Linked DNA regions of Mus musculus: region 1 is linked to region 2. Evidence: chromatin contacts called from public Hi-C data. All regions are on one chromosome and are shown on one strand. The core of a region is the stretch at or near the end of the contact, and the rest is flanking DNA. Distances in the headings are between cores, read along the strand shown.

Region 1 (3,242 bases), core at 126-2,625, 440 kb after region 2:
TCCCCCATTCTTGACAAAAGTTAGGGAAGGTCACCTGTGAAGGTCACGCCTGCAGCGCACCACTAGAAGTATAATTTCCTGTTATCCTAATTTGTGTGAATGCACAGGCAACAAAAACAAATATAGCTATCATTTATAAACAGTCCAGCAAAGTAGGTACATTGTCCCATTACATGTGCACATGTCAGTGGGCGTATGCGTATGTACACACACACACACACACACGGGTGGGGTGACTAGAATCACAAAGCTATTAGGTAATAGATGAATGGAACCAAAAGTCACTGCCCATCTTTTTATTTCCCCAGGGCTGGGGATGGAACCTACCACTTAGAATGTGCTAACCTTTGCATTCTTCCATGGAGAGACAGCTCCAGGGTTATGTTAGCTCAAGCCACCAACACAAGTCTGTGATCCTCCTGCCTCCACCTTCACCCCCTGAATGCTGACCTTGTAGGCATGTGCCACCAAGCCAGCTTGTGCAGCCAATATCTCCTACAATAAACTGCCCTGGAGCCTCACCCTGGGGCCCCTAGCTGTTAAGTCACACTGCCAAGTTCAGTATCTAAGCCTTACAGCAAAGCGACTCTAGGCTGTTTGGTTCCTTGTGCCCGTTTAACATCAACAACTACCCCAGCCCTTCAACAGTGGCTCACACAAGAAAGTTCTCGACACTTGTCTGATAAATAAATTTAATGTGCACTGCCTGACAACCAGGAGGGGGAAAAAATCACAATCATAAAACCTAAAGTCACACAGAACAATCATGAATCTCTTAGGCTAGCCCAATAATGATGGCGATACAGTAAGAACTGCCTTTTGGATTTTAAGTTGTATTAAAAAACAAACAAACAAACAAAAAACTTCACAAATGTAATCTCATTCAATAGCTGTGAACAGTTCTGTTAGACAGAAAATTTGAGTCAGAAAACTCCAGCCGCGGGCCTCACTGTCTGACAAGCTAGCTGCAAAGCTGGATTTCAGCCCTAGGGCTTTACCAGAGCGAACATTGACTGCACTCGGGTCGGCTGAGTACTCTACAGGAGAGAGGGCCGAAAGAACTAGATGCTGCAACACAAAGAAGGGAGTGGGACTGGGAACACCTCCAAGGGAGGTGGCCCTAGCCAGGGTTCCTTCTCCAGCCAAGCCGCGCCAAGCCAAGCCTGACCCAGCGCCTCCGCGGTTGGCCTTGAGCAAATCGCTCAGAGAGGAAACCAGAGGCTAAACAAGTCTCGCAGGGTGAGAATGCGGGGTCCTCGCAGGGCTCCAGGAACTAAGTGGGGAGGTTTTCCGGCTCTGCCTCCCCACAGAGCCTGGAGAGCCCCCAGGTGAGTCGTGAACTTCTCACCCCGGCAGAGCTGGCGAAGTTCTTGCTGCATTTTGGTGCCCTCCAATGGTGGATTTTGGAACAGCCTCGAGGTCTTAGCCACCCACCTATGACATGCTGGAGGGGGCCTCATTTATTCTAACGGCTTAATCATTTAAGAAGAAGAAGGGGGGAAAAAAAACATACTGTGACAATAAAAGACTGTAGTCTTGTCTCTCATCTCTTACCCCAAGTGAGCAAGAAGGTTTGACAGAAATTCTCCCTAATGCAGACTCTCTCAGACTTGTCTAATAAGATACATTAGATGTTAAAAATACACGTCTCTGGGTTTTACTTTAGAAGTACCTCATGGAAACCACTAGGGAAATAACTTGGGGACGTTCATTTTAACAGTACACCCCCACACTCTCCAACTCCCACCCCCACGTTCCCCACACCCTAACACGCTGGCAATTAGCAGAGTCAAGATACTTGGGGAGGTTCAGTTCTGAGCATTCACACTGGTCTCCCGAGTACAAACAAGTGGGATGCCAGCAAACCCATGTTTCCCTGCAGGGCTAAGACAGCTACATGTGCCTTGGACAGGGAATGGGGTCCTTGTCAAAGGCACTGGTCCTAGAGATGGGAGACCTGGCTCTGCAAGGACAACTCCAGTCTGAAACTTTAGATCTATCCTGCCTTCCCTGAAGTTCTGGCTCCTCTCATAAAAAGAGCTACGTTCAGTATAGTCTCTTGCTCATAGAAGTGATGGAGCCTCCAAAGAGCTGATGAGCATTAAAGTGTGTTTAAGACAGCATGCCATTCCCACTAGTGTGCTAGAACCATGCTGGTGAGAGCAATATTCCAGGAATGTTTCAAGTTGGTAATCAAGCCTTTGGTGGTGGCTTGACATGAGCAGTGGTGGGAGTATTTGCGCAACAAAAATTGATGCATGTTACAAATTGGGGCTTTGTGTGTGTGTGTGTGTGAGAGAGAGAGAGAGAGAGAGAGAGAGAGACAGAGAGACAGAGAGACAGAGACAGAGAGACAGAGAGAGACAGAGAGAGACAGAGAGAGCAAGAGAGGAAAAGAAAGAAAGAGGAAAAGAAAGAGAGAGGAAAAGAGAGAGAATTGTTAGCACATCACTGAATATTTAGCATGTCTGGATTCTTTTACCCGTTAATTTTTTTTTGCCCACACATTTTGGTGTGTGATGTTTTTGTTTATTTTCAGTTTTTATAATAACATTTTATATATAAAAAAGCTAGTATGAAAAACAAGGAGGACTTTGCCTACAGCAAGCCCAAGCCAAAGAACGTGGTTGCCATCTTCCCACTCTCCAGACTTCAGCTAGCTGTAGCAGTTCCTCCATGACAGCAGCAGGATTTAAGTCTCAGCCCCTCCTCCAAAGGCTCCTGGGGTCACCATGAAGTGACCCTAGTGACCACATTTGATTTGGAGCCCTAGCAGAAAAGAAGTCCTCAAACTGATAGGCCTGGAGGACCACCAGGTGGGGGTGTGCTGTGTAACTGCTCCAGAAGAAAAGAATGGGGCTACCATGGACCCCCTTGGAATCCATGGGGACTCAACAGACTTTAACTCAAGAACCCCATTTCTCCCTCTTCAGAAGGAAGCCACTCGCTCTCATCTCAAGACTCACAGCAGTCTTTATGCTGTTCTGTCAGGAACACAGGTGTTAATTCTTGGAAAGTAGCTACATAAGAGGCACAGGTGGAACACGGACATTGGACACACAGGGACAAACAGGGAACATCGCTCAACCTCTGCTCACCCAGCATGCATCTTGCTTTCCCTCAGCCCAAGCTTTGCGGTGTACAAGGCAGAGTAAGGAGGCTCCTGCCCTAAATCTGGCATCCTGCCTCCCCGGAAACCAAAAAGACAAAAATTGTCGCTCTATATTTAGACCCATATCTAA
Region 2 (3,384 bases), core at 600-3,099:
TGTTGTCTAAGAATACAAACAACTTTTCCTTGAACATGCTATGTGAGCTCTACAAGGAGTGGCTATTCCTTACATTTGCTGTTCTTTCATGTTTAGAGTTATCTTTAATTCTTCTAAGGTATTCTCCCCTTATTCTAGTCACCTATTAGTGTTAATAGTTCTTTACTGCAATGTGTTTTTTCTCTTCCGATGGAACCTGCTTCATACACTCCGAAGTAACATTAAAATGATCTGTGATGCTTAGGGTTGGAGGAAGTCCATATGTCCTCACAGGTCAGACTAAGATTGGACCTGGATATTAGATGAACAAAATGTTTTGAGAATTTAGTTAGCTAGAAAGGCAGCAAACGGTGATGCTATAAACACTGTCTGACCATATGACTTTACTGATCTACACTTTAAAGGATTTTACTCTAGTTCTCAGTGAATTTGTTATTAAAAAATAAAAATCTGGATTAATTTGTTGACCTTGGAAAATGTGTCAAAATCCAATATTATATAATGTGAATTTATAAATTATTAATGATAGCTATTATTTATTGAGAATTCAGTAATCTTCAGCAGTTAAATTTATTGGATCCATATAGCAATACAGATGTATACTTTGACTCTCTCTTGAAATAGAAAAAGAGATTGGCCTCACAGGTGATATATCTAGCAAATTTCAAACAAACAAACAAAAAATTTAACCTAGAACTTTCTGTGAGCCACAGCTTGTCAAAACCACTCCGCTTCCAAAAGCCAATCATAAGTTACCTTGGAAAACAAATAGGGTATTTTCAGTCTCTCAGTCAGAGATTTGGAGAAGAGCTACCACAAGAATCTGCAACATGTTTAGCAGCACACCCTGAGATACTGCCTGTACCATCAACCTGTTACTTAACCAGATATGGATAAACTAAGTGAACTCTGGAGATGAAATTCCCAGAACCTAAGTGTTAACAGAGTATCTAAAATGTAGCAGCCTTTATTCTGAGCTGAGTTGAAGGCAGATGAAATATTAACAGCAAGTTCTAGCAGCAGAAAATGAAATATGAGATCCTGTATCAGAAATTATTAGTAACCTGTTAAAAGAAATGCTGAAAAATGGCAGTTACCAAATTAAAACTGGGAAACAGAGCCCAAATGGGAAATTTCAAAAAGTTTGGAGGAAAATAAATGACAGATTGTCCTCTTGGCTCTTATTACTATGCCATCCTAAATCCTACTTGGCAATGGATGGTGGAGGTGAAATAAGAGCGGCATCCCTGCCAGCGTTGGTCCTCAGATTTGTAGTCCTAAGTGTCTGTGATGGTGTCTGGGGCTGACTGGAAACGTAGTTGGGAGTTGATAGCATTTGAGCTTTATCTAAATTGAAGAGCCTGGAGACTCTTATTATGAAAGGCTTCCTCTCATTTGTGAATTGGCCCCTTTGCTCCACTTTGGATGGCTGGCTTCCTCCATGCAGAGCTATACTAAATGTTCTACATGGGAAAGCTATTCTCCTTAAATGCCTTCAAATTTAAAGCATCTATCTGAATATGTTCATGTTTATGACTCAAAATATCTAACATCAAAAAGAAAGAGGGGGTACAAATAGAAAATGCCCAGCAGTAAATGAAGGAGATATTTTTCCTTCAGTAACTGAAAAAGAAAAATTATTTTATGCAGAGTTGTTGAGCATTTGATGCCAGAGGGGAGAAAAAGGGAAATGAGCTATAGAACCATAGAATCTTACTGTTGGCAGAAACAGCAGAGTTCATGCAGTCCTACCCTATCATTTTTCAATGAAGAAACTGAGACATGGGGAGTTAAGGGACTTGACTTGCCCAAGATACAGAGTTGTTTACTGACAGCCATGCCAAAAATATTTCCCAACTCCCCACACAGAACTCTGTATTTCAGCATGCTGCTACCACTCTCTGCTGAAAATTAACACCAATACAGCCCAAACACAGAGGAGTTCAGTGTCTGTGGAGACCAGGAGACGGATGATTTCAAGGTAGAAATCAGGATGGGAAAAGAACAGAGAAAGGATGACTGTCCGTTGTGACTCCTCACACAAGCTTTTCAAGCCATTTGCTGTGGGCTTACTGTCCCCTACCTCTCCACCAAATAGAATGAAGAAGAAAATAAACTTTTTGTAATATCTAAAGTTTGCATGTGTTCAAATCTGATTTGCCCAGGGAATTGTGCGTACATGCTGTGTCCGGATGTAGAGTGGTTTGTAGGTGGCACGCTTACTGTACCCTGCTATTTTCTTCAGCCTGATACAGTTTCTCTAACTCAGAAATGCTTCCCTGAAATCTCAAGTTAGTTTCAGGACAAGGATGGTTCCTATCCATGGCACACATCTAAGAATGACAAATAACTTTAAGATGTAAGAATTATCTTCTCTTAATCTTCATACAGAATTGAAATATTGTAGAACTTTAGCTCAGTTTCAAGATTTGGATGAAATAATTTCTGTTTTGTAACCATATGAGTAAGTGATAGTAAACCAGTCCAGATAACACAGTGAAAAGGACTCCATGGGCTCCCCTTGCAGGCCAGTCCAACAACCTTCTTCACAATAGAGCGACCAGAGATGAGAGCCTCGGCCACATGATGAAAAGTGCAGATGGAGGGCTTTGCATGAAAACCGATTATGTGCGAGAGGGCTCAGGAGAGGATCGGGGTGGAATTGGAAAGGAGCGGCCACTGAAACAGGAGAAGAAGATATGCTTGACCAGGTCTAGTAAAATATTCCCTGCCACAACCACTGTTCCATGAAGAGACTGAGCCAAGAGGCCTAAATAAACTAACCTGGGGGTCAGTGTTACCATTAATGTGGGAGGCATCATGGAGAGCACATCCGGACTTGTGTTACACAGTAATCACTGCTGGGTGTCAGCATTCATCAGCCAGATGGTCAGACCCACAATTAATCAATTAGGCTGGGACAATCAACTGGACTAAGTTTTCCCCTTTGGTAAAACAGCCTCATCATGTGGTCAAGGCCAATAGCACTTTTATCCTGTTGCTTTTGGAGTAGCTTCTAAAAATTCCCTCATTTTTTTTTTTCTTTTGGCCTCTGGTTACTAGACACTGTCAGGCTCCCAGTTCCTTTGATAACATGGATTCCCCAATCAAGGTTTTCACATAATAGATCATCAGCATCCCCCGTATTCACATTGTAACACTGAAAATCCCACATGAAAACAAGCTCTTCAAAGCAGCATGGTAAGCCCTACATCCAACTGATCTCCTGTAGTATTTCTTCTGGTTCTACTCAATCTGGTGGGACACCAATGGCAGAGCTTCTCTGACTGGGCACATAAGGGTGATAAGTGATGCTAGTGATAATAGTAGTTTCTGGTGTATTCGGCGTCAGACAGACATACCATGACAAAAATAGATAAACAT

Evidence for each region. Hi-C and Micro-C count contacts between places; a contact is called where the count stands out from the background.
Region 1: a Hi-C map of muscle stem cells shows a contact between it and region 2, with 4 times the contacts expected there. The contact joins two enhancer-like sites. A contact is called at or near these places in 3 of 484 Hi-C or Micro-C datasets (muscle stem cells, nephron progenitors and uterus), 3 of 115 datasets of contacts at active chromatin or transcription factors (astrocytes, cardiomyocytes and embryonic stem cells) and 1 of 9 other capture datasets (embryonic stem cells).

The regions. Positions count from the first base shown.
Region 1 is chr16:43,800,841-43,804,082 of GRCm38.p6, forward strand. The region is part of intron 2 of Drd3 (dopamine receptor D3); the gene reads left to right. Among named protein-coding and RNA genes, the nearest start is that of Gm26074, 31 kb to the right of the region's middle. Within about 2 kb of position 1,376, at least 143 of the 459 cell types and tissues checked have an H3K27ac peak or open chromatin away from gene starts, as enhancers often do. A contact at or near this core is called in muscle stem cells, where this site is marked.
Region 2 is chr16:43,358,457-43,361,840 of GRCm38.p6, forward strand. All of the region lies in intron 4 of Zbtb20 (zinc finger and BTB domain containing 20), which reads left to right. The region is part of intron 1 of Gm9968 (predicted gene 9968); the gene reads right to left. Among named protein-coding and RNA genes, the nearest start is that of Gm9968, 3.5 kb to the right of the region's middle. Within about 2 kb of position 1,850, at least 14 of the 459 cell types and tissues checked have an H3K27ac peak or open chromatin away from gene starts, as enhancers often do. A contact at or near this core is called in muscle stem cells, where this site is marked.